Linked DNA regions of Arachis hypogaea: region 2 is linked to region 1. Evidence: chromatin contacts called from public Hi-C data. All regions are on one chromosome and are shown on one strand. Each heading gives the region's core, a stretch centred on a gene start, on an enhancer-like site or on the middle of the called end of the contact. The rest is flanking DNA. Distances are from core to core; before and after follow the strand shown. Region 1 holds the start of LOC112696843 (protein DETOXIFICATION 21). Region 2 has its middle 15 kb from the start of LOC112700303.

Region 1 (6,184 bases), core at 1,149-3,648:
GTAAACAAAGAACATACCAGTGAGAAAAGGAGAGGAAAAGAACGATGGAGAAGAAGGAGGGAAGACGCGCGAGAAGAAGAACGAGCAAATCTCCAAATAACGAAAACGAAAAAGGAAACAAATCTTTTAAATTTGGTAGTTAGATATACGCGGGATCTTTATATAGCGCGTGTAAGTGACGTACGAGTTGCAGCGCGTTTTGGTGGATTAGGCGTTAATGAACTTGTAATAGTTACAAGCCCTAATCGCTTGTATACTGAGTTTTTCTATTTTAGTATATGAGTAAAATTGATTTATCAATAATTATTACTATATTTTGAAACATTGATAATTAATTGTTAAAATTTAGAGTTTTGTATTAAAAAATGGAGAGAAAAATGTTAAAAGAAAATTTTGGTTATGTTTTTTTAACATATGAAAAAAAAAAAACATAACTTAATTAGTAATGCTATTGACGTTTACTTTATTTATTTTGTTCAGTAATAATGTCAAATTTAATGATAAGATTACATTGCTGCTTGAAATCTTTTGAAATAGAAATATTATAATGACATTAGAACTTTGATTTTTTTACTCATGCGGTTTTAAGCAGATCCTCCTGAATTAGTATCTATATATTCTATTTTGGCAAACAATTTCATAGTGCTCAAATCTAAGAATCTTGTTTGAGGGTGAAATAAAACTCGCATGTCATCATCGCTTTGGATTTTATATTTTCGAAAATTTATACATCCCTTACTAAGTGAAATTGTAATCCTAAATAGTATTTGTTTCGAATGCTTTTTCCCAATATTTTTTCAATTTTTGTACTATGCTATTTTAGAGATTCACAAAACTCATTGACGAATTAATAAACACATCAATCTATTTCTTACTAAAGAAATTAACATTCTGACTCGTGTCTTCATCAATTTTTTCATGGTAATAGATTAATGTATATAGACTCTTAGACATGTTTTCTCTCTTTTGCTAAATGTTTTAAGCAGATTGATTGCTTTGTGTTGTATTTCAAATTTATAAATTTATTTCGAGCGTAAATCTTTATTAGGTATTAAGAGTTGATTCTTTTTTTATTAATCGTGTTAGGCTATTGTTACTTATGTTGATATGTAAATAGTAGGATCCTACCATGATTTATATACTATAATTTCTTATTGTATACTCATAAATCGTCACAACTTAAATGTGATTGAAGTTTTAAACATAAATCGTCGTAGAATATGATGATTTATGTGCATTTTTAACACACTATTCTAAACTAAGATTCTGATTTCCTTTTAAGGTCTACTAACTCAATCCATCACGGAGGATCCACTAAAAGAGGATCATCCAAGCTCGAAAAAGGTAAGATTTGGATCGATATCCATCCTAATCTCATAATTAACAACTCCTTAAGTATTGAGACGAGGTGAATCTCACTAATCCCTCACATTAAGAGATTCTTAACAGATTCTTAAAATCATTATATATAAATAAAAAGTCAAAGGTTCTCCCAAATTAAATATAAACATAACTCTAATTATCTTCACCCTTTTGAATATATTCTGACTTAGACGTCAAAATATTAATGCAGTACCACCTCCACTTTTCTCTATTCATCGTTCGATATTAGAGTTACGAGTCCCAATCTCTTTCATCTAGTTTTCGGTAAACTTACAAACACACATATTAGCCCAATATGATTTGCGTGCAATGTCATTGCAATTTTAACTCGTGGAACTAGTTATGTTCTAATTAAAGTTGAGTATCCTAGCAAATTTATTCGAAAATATTTGGTAACAAAAAAATTAGCCAAAAACAGTCATAACTTATCTTATTTAGTATTCATTAATTGTTGTTCACTTATTTGTTTATATACGTATTAAAATTTTAAATTTCACATTGTATTTATAACAATAAAATGAAAAAATTTTCTATAATTAAATCAGCCATACTAAAATATTAAATATATATTAAAAATAAATTAAATAATATATTTATTTATATACAAATATACATATATATAACTAATTTATTAATTATTTTTGGTGTGTAGATAATATTGTTCATCAAAAATAATAATTTACTCAAAGTTTCAAAATTAAAATTCAAATACCTTTTTCTAAGCATCTAAGAACATTTCTAATAAAATATTTTTATAATATCACTTTTAATATTTTTAAGAAATGAATTGAATTATAATTAAAATTTATATTAGAATTGATTTATGAAATAAAACTGATATTACTTTAAAAATATAATATTAGTTTAATAAAAAATTAATAAAATTTTATCATTCGTAAAATTATATTAATAAAATAATATAAAATTTTAATTGAACTAATATTAAATATTAAAAAAATAAATTTTATTTTTAATTTTAGATTATTATTTATGAATCCCATAAATATTTTTATAAGAGAGCTAAAAAAAAATTAGAATTAATATGGGGGATGCTCTAAGTGTAGCATAGAGTTGGTATCAATGCATTCATGGATACCGATAAAACAAAGAAATTGAAATAAAGAAGAAGAGGTAGTTGGGAGATCCACGTAAGGGGGCAAAGAAGCCATTCCATCCAGCTACTACTCCAACACGTTTTATTAATTCAATATAAGTAACGAATTAAAATTTCATTTCCCATCAGAGAGAGAGAGAGAGTCCTGCAACTACACTGCTCTCTGCCATCTCCTGATTCCTTTCTCCTTTGTTGCCAAACCCGAACTCGCTTCCTTCCTCGCTCGCAGCTACAGGGAAAAGAAATCCTTCTAGAAACAAAACAATAGAAACGCTTCACCTTCTTGTATCGTGGACCAACGCCTCTACTCTTGTTTTCTGCATGTCCATCCATTGGCCACTCCAAGCAGCATCATAGTAGTAGTAGAGTCTGAAGATGAAAATGGAGGGTGATCTGAAGCAGAAGCTGCTGCTGCCTTCTTCAGGAGGAGTAGAAGAGGAAGAGGGCTTGTCACTGGTTAGGAGGGTGTGGGAAGAGAGCAAGAAGATGTGGATAGTGGCGGCGCCAGCCATATTCACAAGAGCTTCCACGTTTGGAATCCAAGTTATAAGCCAAGCGTTTGTTGGACATCTTGGTTCTAAGGAACTCGCTGCTTTCGCTCTTGTTTACACCGTTCTTATCAGGTTCGCTAACGGGATTCTGGTATGTTCTCATCTTTTTCAGTTTTCACCTAATTTACCTTTTGCAGTTAGTTTTTTAAATTTTTTTTCCGTGATGGTTTATACTCGGAAATCGGAGTATTCTGGTTGGGCAAAAATTATTGCCGAACCATGTGATGGATTCTGAGCTCCAGGCTGTAAAAATTTTCGGGGAGAATTAAAAAAAGACAGGAGAGGTTAATTTTGTGTTTTTTTTTTTCTACATAATATTCTGTCAAATTTTCTGGCTTGCTAAAATTTTCTTTATTTTTAATTAAATAAATTTGACAAAAAGAGCTTCTTCTCTCTTTTTTTTCTTTAATTTTTATTTTGGGGACGGAACAATATTTGTGTTAAAAGGAATCTGGAGGATTCTCCTGTGCTTCATCAATTAAAATTTAATTTTTTTTAATTCTGTAATATTTTTGGGCGTGCTTCAACTTCTGCCATCAATCAATAGTGATTCCTGTTATTTTCTGAAATGAAAAAAGGAAAAAAAAAAGATTTCAAGCTTTTGAACTTCTGGTATCAGAACAATCAAAATGGTGTGACTTCAAGGGTTTTGTCCGTGCTTTCTTGTTTGTATTTTGTGTTTCAATTTAAACTATGCTATGAATTTATTTTGTTGAATTGTCTTGACATGTTTGTACTGCAAATACAATTGCAATCATAATATGGTCCCTATTAACACTACCAAGTTCTTCCTCCGATTTTATTACAATGATTGCAGTTAGGAATGGCGAGTGCTTTGTCAACACTGTGTGGTCAAGCATACGGTGCAAAGGAATATGGCATGATGGGAGTTTACCTTCAAAGATCATGGATTGTTTTGTTCCTGACTTCACTGATTCTTCTTCCGGTGTTCATCTTCACCACCCCAATTTTAAGCCTCTTGGGCCAAGACGAAACAATAGCACAAGTGTCAGGAACCATTTCACTTTGGTCAATTCCTATCATGTTTGCCTTTATCGTATCCTTCACTACCCAGACATTCCTGCAGTCGCAAAGCAAGAACGTCATTATCGCCTTCTTGGCAGCTTTCTCGATAATCCTTCACATCTTCCTTTCTTGGCTTACCACTATGAAGTACAAATTGGGTCTTCCTGGTGCAATGACCTCCACTAGTTTGGCGTATTGGATTCCCAACTTTGGTCAACTGATATTCATTTTCGGTTGGTGCAAGCAAACATGGCATGGGTTCTCATTCTTGGCATTCAAAGACCTTTGGCCTGTTGTTAAGCTTTCGCTTTCATCCGGTGCCATGTTGTGGTGAGCTTTCTTTCAATTCTTTGTGAATGACACCTTGAATGGAGTAGACAATAGAAGTTTGAGTATCTTAATTTCTTTTATGTCTTCCTAACTCGATCAAATTGGATGTATTTTACAGTCTTGAGCTATGGTACAACACAATATTGGTTCTTTTGACAGGTAACCTGAGAAATGCAGAGGTGGAAATCGATGCTCTGTCTATATGGTAATTCCTTAAACATTAATTCATTAGAATTCATATGTTGTGTTGTTAGCTGTATTGATTTGGTGTGTAAATTGTAATGGACTTTTGACAAATCTTGTTTCTTTACAGTCTTAACATCAATGGATGGGAAATGATGATATCACTTGGGTTCATGGCTGCTGCTAGGTACTAACGTTATATTGACCTACCAATCTTATTTTCCCATGTTTAGTAAAGTTTAGAATGGAAAATTAACTCCAGCTTACATAATTTGCAGCGTACGAGTGGCGAATGAGCTTGGAAGAGGAAGTGCCAAGGCTGCCAAGTTCTCGATCCTAGTGACTGTGCTAACATCATTGGCCATTGGGTTCTTTCTGTTTGTATTCTTCTTGTTGTTTAGGGAACGACTTGCTTACATATTTACCACAGATGAGAATGTTGCCCGGGCAGTCGGTAATTTGTCACCATTGTTATCAGTCTCTATATTACTAAACAGCGTTCAGCCCGTACTCTCAGGTATTCTTCACAAGCTTCATTGTTCTTACAATCTTACATTAGAAAAGCAAATTACTTTGCCAGTTTTGTTACTATGGGATTGTGTCGAGATACAATAATCCAAAGATATACTAGAAGGTAGAATTTAGATCCTCTAAAGTGATGATATTGGTAAAGTGATAAAGTAAAGGGTAAATCACCATTGAACTTGTAATTTTCATCATATATGGATCCCATTATCTTAATTTAAGAGGGATTAACTACTCATTTTATCACTTTACTCTCTCACTTTAGAGAAGCTTATTCAGAAAGTAACAGTGACAGACAAAAAGGTAAATGGGAAGTCATTTAATCGTTCATATGGTTTCTATAGGTGTTGCGATTGGAGCCGGTTGGCAAAGCATTGTTGCTTATGTTAACATAGGTTGCTATTACCTCATTGGAATTCCTGTCGGTATTGTGCTTGGTCATGTTCTTGATTTGCAAGTCGAGGTAGGATTTTAACCTGAAACTCTTGTTTTTCCAAATTGCACTTCAAATTTCTGCTGCATAATCAAATTCTACATCTCTTTCCACTTGTGCAGGGAATTTGGGTTGGAATGTTGTTTGGAACTTTTATTCAAACCGTAGTGCTTGTTATAATCACCTACAAAACTAACTGGGATGAGCAGGTTCAAATTGACCTCAATATTCTAACTCTGCTATGATTATAATTATGAACTAATGATCATTATGAAATAATTAATTGATTATGGTTTTGTGCAGGTGGTCATAGCTCGTTCAAGAATTAGCAAGTGGGCTAAAATGGATGGCCTCGATCATGAATCAAAACCGGATTCATCAGAAAGTTAATTTTGTTGCCTAACATTTCAGTCAAATGCAGCTAAGGATTAATATTGTAGAATGTGTATTGTTATTTATTAATTTTATTAATTGCAAGTTTTGCATTGAAAATTAATGGACTTATGTTCTTTAATTTCGTCCCTCTATTATATAATGTTTTATCTTTTGGTATGAACAAAGGGACAAGAAATAAAGTATCAAGAGAATTTTGAGCTCCACTCTGAACTCCTATGCAGTGTTTCGCTATCTGCCCCTTTT
Region 2 (6,184 bases), core at 1,317-3,816, 110 kb before region 1:
CATAAGTCAATTGATTGGGTGCAAAAAAGATTAATAATCAATTGATGTATTACTTGATTAACCAATAAAACATATTATTAACACAAACACAAATAAAAATTTTAGTCACGTTAAATCAATTGTACATTTTCAACCAGAAGCATAATGCATCAGTAACGATTGTCAATATTGCCAAAACAAAGTTCTGCTAACAATAGCCATTGTCAAAAGTCAATTATCAGTTAAGTATCTGAGATAATGACATAATGAATTTTTTTAAAGATTTATAAATTAAAAGTACTTAAGTTTCATAAACAAGATATGATGAATCAAAATCAAAATTAAAAGACATTTTTATTATAGAATGCTTAAAGATTTTCATGAATAGACAAAAAATATTGAGTCATATTTTTTGGTGCCATTATAATTTTTTTTCTTGCATATTTTGAATGCATACAGAATGATGACACCAGTAATGAACATATTATCTAGGACAGAGACTCAGGATCAAATACACAATAGAACTATATATATTAGGTTACAGCTACCAAGTTTAAAGAGCAGTTCTATGACGATTCAAATTTGAGTTAAACAAAGAGATCAATATTACAATGGTGCTAAGCCAGTCTGTTTTGGATGCAGAGTCTGACTTCCTGATGTAGTTTTTCCCAGTTGGTTCATTGTATACAAAGCATATAACAAAGCTCAGATACACTAGAAATGAAAACGAGAAGCAAAGAGTTGCATAAAGTAATAAATGAATAGAAATAAAAACTAATTAACCTTCACATTAAAATTTTCAGTAATACAAATTTTAACTTTGCAAAATCATAACGCATCAGTAGAAACGAAGAGGAATGTATAGAGGGCTAGCTAAGATATGTTGTCGCAGAGAGTAACGCCACTGCTATTGTAAACGCTATTGGCAATGGACAGCAAGCTCAAAAAGGCTGATTCACGTTGAAAGTGCTCATCAGTGTTGAGAGCAAGAAAGAGGGTGCATTGCAAAAGTGTAGAGAGAGAGAGAGAGAGAGAGAGAGAGAGAGAGAGAGAGAGAGAGAGAGAGAGAGAGAGAGAGAGAGAGAGAGAGAGAGAGAGAGAGAGAGAGAGAGTGAGGTAAAGAGCGTGTACTCACGCTCTCTATATGCATTTGGGCTTTTTTTTATTTGGTGTGAAAAATACGAATACTGGTTGTTTGTTGGTCAAAAAATAAAAAATTTACTGGCCTATTAGCACTATTGTTTGTATACTTATAATGTAGAGTACGTATCAAAATACAAAACAGGTCTCATCTCAATATATAACAATATTAATTTCTGTACTTTTAATAAATAACAGTATAACTAGGTATTCTTTAAATTAGTTCGTTATTCGATCTTTTTGTTACATTAACCTAAAAAAATAAAATAAACACATCCAAATAAATTTATTGTTTAATTTAAATACAAATCTACAAAATCAGATTAACTAAAATTTAAATCTTGTAAACACTAACATATCCCAAATAAAATTCTAAAATATTCCAAATCAGATTTTCACGGTAAAACCTTTTCTCAGTAAAAATCCAGAGTTGCGTTCGTCTTCTCCTCCTCATATGTCGCTGCGTTTGTCTTCTCCTAGGCCGCGCACCTCCTCTGCGACGATATCCTCTATCGGCGATGCGCACCTATCCCGGTGATATGCACTTCCCCGCGCCTCCTCCGTTGATCCACTGCTTCCTCCGTTAACGAATTTTAATAGCCTCACCTCCTTCGAATTTTGGACGTGTGAATGTGGTGGTTAGTAGAATTTTTTATATCTCATATATTCCTTTTTTCTGATTAATAAGATATTCTATCTTTTTAATTTATGTATAATTTTATATGTGTCTGGTATTTATTTTAAATGTGTTTATATTAAGAATGTTTTATTTTTGTACTATTTTATTTGATTTAGAATTTATTATTTCTTTCACAATTTTTGTGTTTATAGAAAATTTTCTTTTTTTTAATAATAAAAAGTTTTATTCTTTTAATCCATGCGTAATATTAAATATGTTTATGGTGTTTTTTTATGTGTTTGTGTTAAGAATTTTTTTATACTATTCTATTTATGTGGAATTTGTAATATTAATATAATTTAGATGTATAAATATTTAATTTTGGATATGTGTTTATATTGTTCGTGTTAATTTTAAATGTGTTAATAGCAGAAAATTTCACTCTAAGAGAAAAAGTTGTATGATATCATGTTGTACGAGAGAGAACGTCCGAAAAAAAAATATGGTGATAAATTAATAACGACCTTACAATAAAGAGAAAGAAAAAATAAAAAAATAAAGTAACTACTTTATTATATTAATAAAAAGTTAGAGAAATTTTAGTTAATAAAATTTAAATTAAATCTAATTAATAATTTATTTATCTAAAAACAGATGTGTTTTAATTTAAAAATAATTAAATGATATTATTAAATTAAAAAATTGACGAAATGCTGAATTTTAAAAGACGTGTAGTATTTTTGATCAACAAAAAAGAAACACTACGTGTCTCTATCATCCTGTTATCTCCATCATATAATTACGTATGCGCATAACTACATTTCGATACGTGTAGCTGCAATATACGACGTATCTAATGGGTCGTGTTTGACTTGTGCTCTTCTTATAATTCATGCAACTTGACAAATAATTCTAATAAAATTAAACATTCTTTGGCTTTATATCATGGTCGTATAAATTCACTTTTGTCCCTTGAACGTCAAAATCACAAGAGAGAACAAGAATCGCAATATATATTGCTTCTTTCTACCTTTTAGTTGTGTGCTATTTTCCATATATGTGTATGTGTTTTCTTTGTGCCTAGGCTTATCTCACCAGCATTATCTGCAAAAATTTAAACAGTTTTTATTTAAAAAAATATATAATTAAGATATGATCGACAAACAAAATTTGATAAAGGAAATCAAGAAAATATATGACTAAGTTTTAATTAATTAATTTATTTGTGGTAATATTGAAAACAAAATTTGGAATAAAAATTAAATAATAGTACTATGAAATGTTATAATTACATGTGGCTTATCTTTGGTTCACTTTCATAACAAAATTATTAATTATCTAGTTACTTTACTTATCCGCATCATGCATGCAATGTGTGTTTGTTAATAGCTGATTTTCTTTTTTGATAGTTGGCCATGTTCTGGTGATCATCGGAAAGTTAGTACGACTGTTAAGCTAAATGAAAGTAAAGCTATGTTGAAAAAAAAAAAGAAAAAAAAAAGAGAAAGAAAGAAAAGGGAGAATGGCATGGAGTGAAATGGAAAAAAAAATAATTAAATGTTGTTTAAAGAATTTTTAAAGAGAAGAATGATTATATAGTCGTAGCAGGACAAAAATGTCTATTTCTTGACATTTAAAATCCCTATATTTTATCCTTCAAATTGGGGAATCAAGAAGGGGGGACACAATGAAAATACTCATACATTGCACCACCGTTAGGCCCATTATTATTAAGAGAAAAATTTAAAATAGTCACTTATAATTATCTTACAAGGAAACGAGGTTTTTGATAAAAAAAATATTTAATTTGGTTATTAAATTTTATGTTTATGGGATTGATTAGTCTGTATGTTAAAAAAAATTAATATTATTTTTTTTTGGTATAAGGATTAATCAGTCCTAAAAAAAAAATCAGAGTCAGATTGGATTTTTTTTTTTTGAAAATCTCATTGTCCTTTTGAGATAATTGTTAGGGGCGAGTGTATTATTAATGAGAATAGGGATAAAAACATAAAATATAGAAACAAATAAATTGATTAAATCTTTTATTATGAAAAGCCAAAATTAAAAAACATATAGTTTATAATAAAATTTTGAGTAAAGTATCGTTTTTATTCTTAACGTTTGGGTAAGTCCTAAAGTTGTCCCTAACGTTTCAATCGTTCTATTTAAGTCCCTAACGTTTCAAAATTGACACAATGTTGTCCTGTCGTTAGGGATCCGTTAATAGAATTGATGGCGGAACAAAATTGAGACGCTTTCGAAACGTTAGGGACTTAAATAGAACGAAAACGTTGGGGACAAAAACGATACATAAAAATAAATTTTAATTTTATCCTTCAATAATATTAATTTTTACTGTACATAATATTCAATTATTTTTTAAATTATAGTTGATCACATTACTTTCATTCTAAATAAATTAATTTTTTTATAATTTTATTCTTAAAGTAATGCAATTTTTTATAAATAAATAAATTTTAAGTAATGTAATTTTTTATAAATAAATAAATTTTACATTTTCATTCTAAATAATATAATTTTACTTTCATTACTTAATCACAATACTTATAACTTTTTTAACAATTTTACACTTTCATTCTAAATAAATTAATTTTTTATAATTTTACATTTAAATTAATGTAATTTTTTTATAAATAAATAACTTTTACACTTCATTCTAAATAATGTAATTTAACTTTCATTACTTAATCACATTACTTATATTTTTTTTATAATTTTACACTTTCATTATAAATAAATTAATTTTTTTTTATAATTTTATGCTTAAAGTAATATAATTTTTTTATCAATAAATAAATTTTATACTTTTATTCTAAATAAATAATATAATTTTACTTTCATTACTTAATCACATTACTTATATATATATATATATATATATATATATATATATATATATATATATATTAATTTTACACTTTATTTCATTCTAATCACATTACATTATTTATTTAGAATGAAAGTGTAAAATTAAAAAAAAATTATTTAGAATGAAAGTAACGTAATTAAGTGTAAATGTGATTAAAATAATTGAATACTATATACAGTAAAAATTTGATATTATTGAAGAATAAAATTAAAATTTATTTCTATCTATCGTTTTTGTCTCCAACGTTTTCGTCATGTTTAAGTTCCTAACGTTTTAAAATCGTCTCAATTTTGTCCCGCCGTCAATTTTATTAACGAATCCCTAACGGCAGGACAACATTAAGTCTATTTTAAAACGTTAGGAACTTAAATAGGACGATTGAAACGTTAGAGACAACTTTAAAACTTACCCCGAACGTTAAGGACAAAAATAATACTTTACTCTAAAATTTTTATGGAAAATTTTTATCCTAGAAATCTAGAATCCCCCTCCTTTATAGGGAGAAGTGGTATACTCTGTTACTATTACTAATGACTCGTCCTTAGCTCTTTTTGGTTTGGAGATACACTCTGCATCTGATGAAGAATTTTTCGTATTAATTAATTTAGTAGAAGAACAACACAACTCCTAATCAGATTTCTCTATCCTTCGCCTACACCAATGCCCCCACTATTTTGGTCCGGCGTTCTCCATCATTGACTCTCGTACCTTGTCTTTATTATTAAACTAAGACACGAGTTAATACTTAATATATGAAAATACACCAAGTATTTATCTTTTTAAAAAAATATATAAAAAATAATTACTATCAAAATTAAAAAATTTAAATTATAAAGTCAAAGTTAATTGAAAATTTTAATTATTTTTAATGCAAAAATGTTTAAAATAAGATATATATATATATATATATATATATATATATATATAAAGTTGAACAAATTATTCATTGATAAAATTATATAATTTAAAATGAAATTAAATATTTATATTCTATTTTTTAAAAGATTTCTATGTCAAACATATTATTATTAGTAGACTTAGTAGAGTACTTCTAATTATTTATAAGCAAAATTTTTAAGTAACTCATATTCTTAATTCTTGAAAATAATCTATAATATAGAGTAAAATATATTTTTTGTTTTTAACATTTTTAAAACTTTTTAAAAATATTTTTAAAATTTTTGAAAGTGATGTATAATATAAAATAAAATATATTTTTTATTTTTAACGTTTTTAAAATTTTTTAAAAATATTTTTAAAATTTAATTCGATTCAATTTCATTCTTAACGTTTTAAATAAATTTTAATTTTATGCGTTCTCTTAATTTTATAATAATTAACTGTTAAGTCAAAAATATTTTTTCAATTTTGTCCCTATTTAATATAATATTATCTTCGTTATCACACCACCCCGAATTCACCCTATTCCTCCAACATCATCATCAACACTGCAACCACCATCCCATCCCATTCCATCTTCTACCCCTTATATATCTTCCAGTCACCTAAGCAAAGAAATTTTCACCTACAATCAATCAATCATTCATCCATCC

The links. Hi-C and Micro-C count contacts between places; a contact is called where the count stands out from the background.
Region 2: a Hi-C map of an unstated tissue shows a contact between it and region 1, with 3 times the contacts expected there. The contact joins the enhancer-like site here to the promoter of LOC112696843 in region 1. A contact is called at or near these places in 2 of 8 Hi-C or Micro-C datasets (leaf and an unstated tissue).

The regions. Positions count from the first base shown.
Region 1 is chr6:87,303,500-87,309,683 of arahy.Tifrunner.gnm2.J5K5, reverse strand. It overlaps LOC112696843 (protein DETOXIFICATION 21), which reads left to right and starts at 2,398. Exons shown (of 8, transcript XM_025749744.3): 1 at 2,398-3,139; 2 at 3,866-4,404; 3 at 4,523-4,609; 4 at 4,718-4,774; 5 at 4,866-5,104; 6 at 5,457-5,575; 7 at 5,668-5,754; 8 at 5,849-6,144. The coding sequence starts at 2,873. The coding sequence ends at 5,935.
Region 2 is chr6:87,415,418-87,421,601 of arahy.Tifrunner.gnm2.J5K5, reverse strand. No RefSeq gene overlaps it. Among protein-coding and RNA genes, the nearest start is that of LOC112700303, 15 kb to the left of the region's middle. Within about 2 kb of position 2,566, at least 1 of the 3 cell types and tissues checked has open chromatin away from gene starts, as enhancers often do.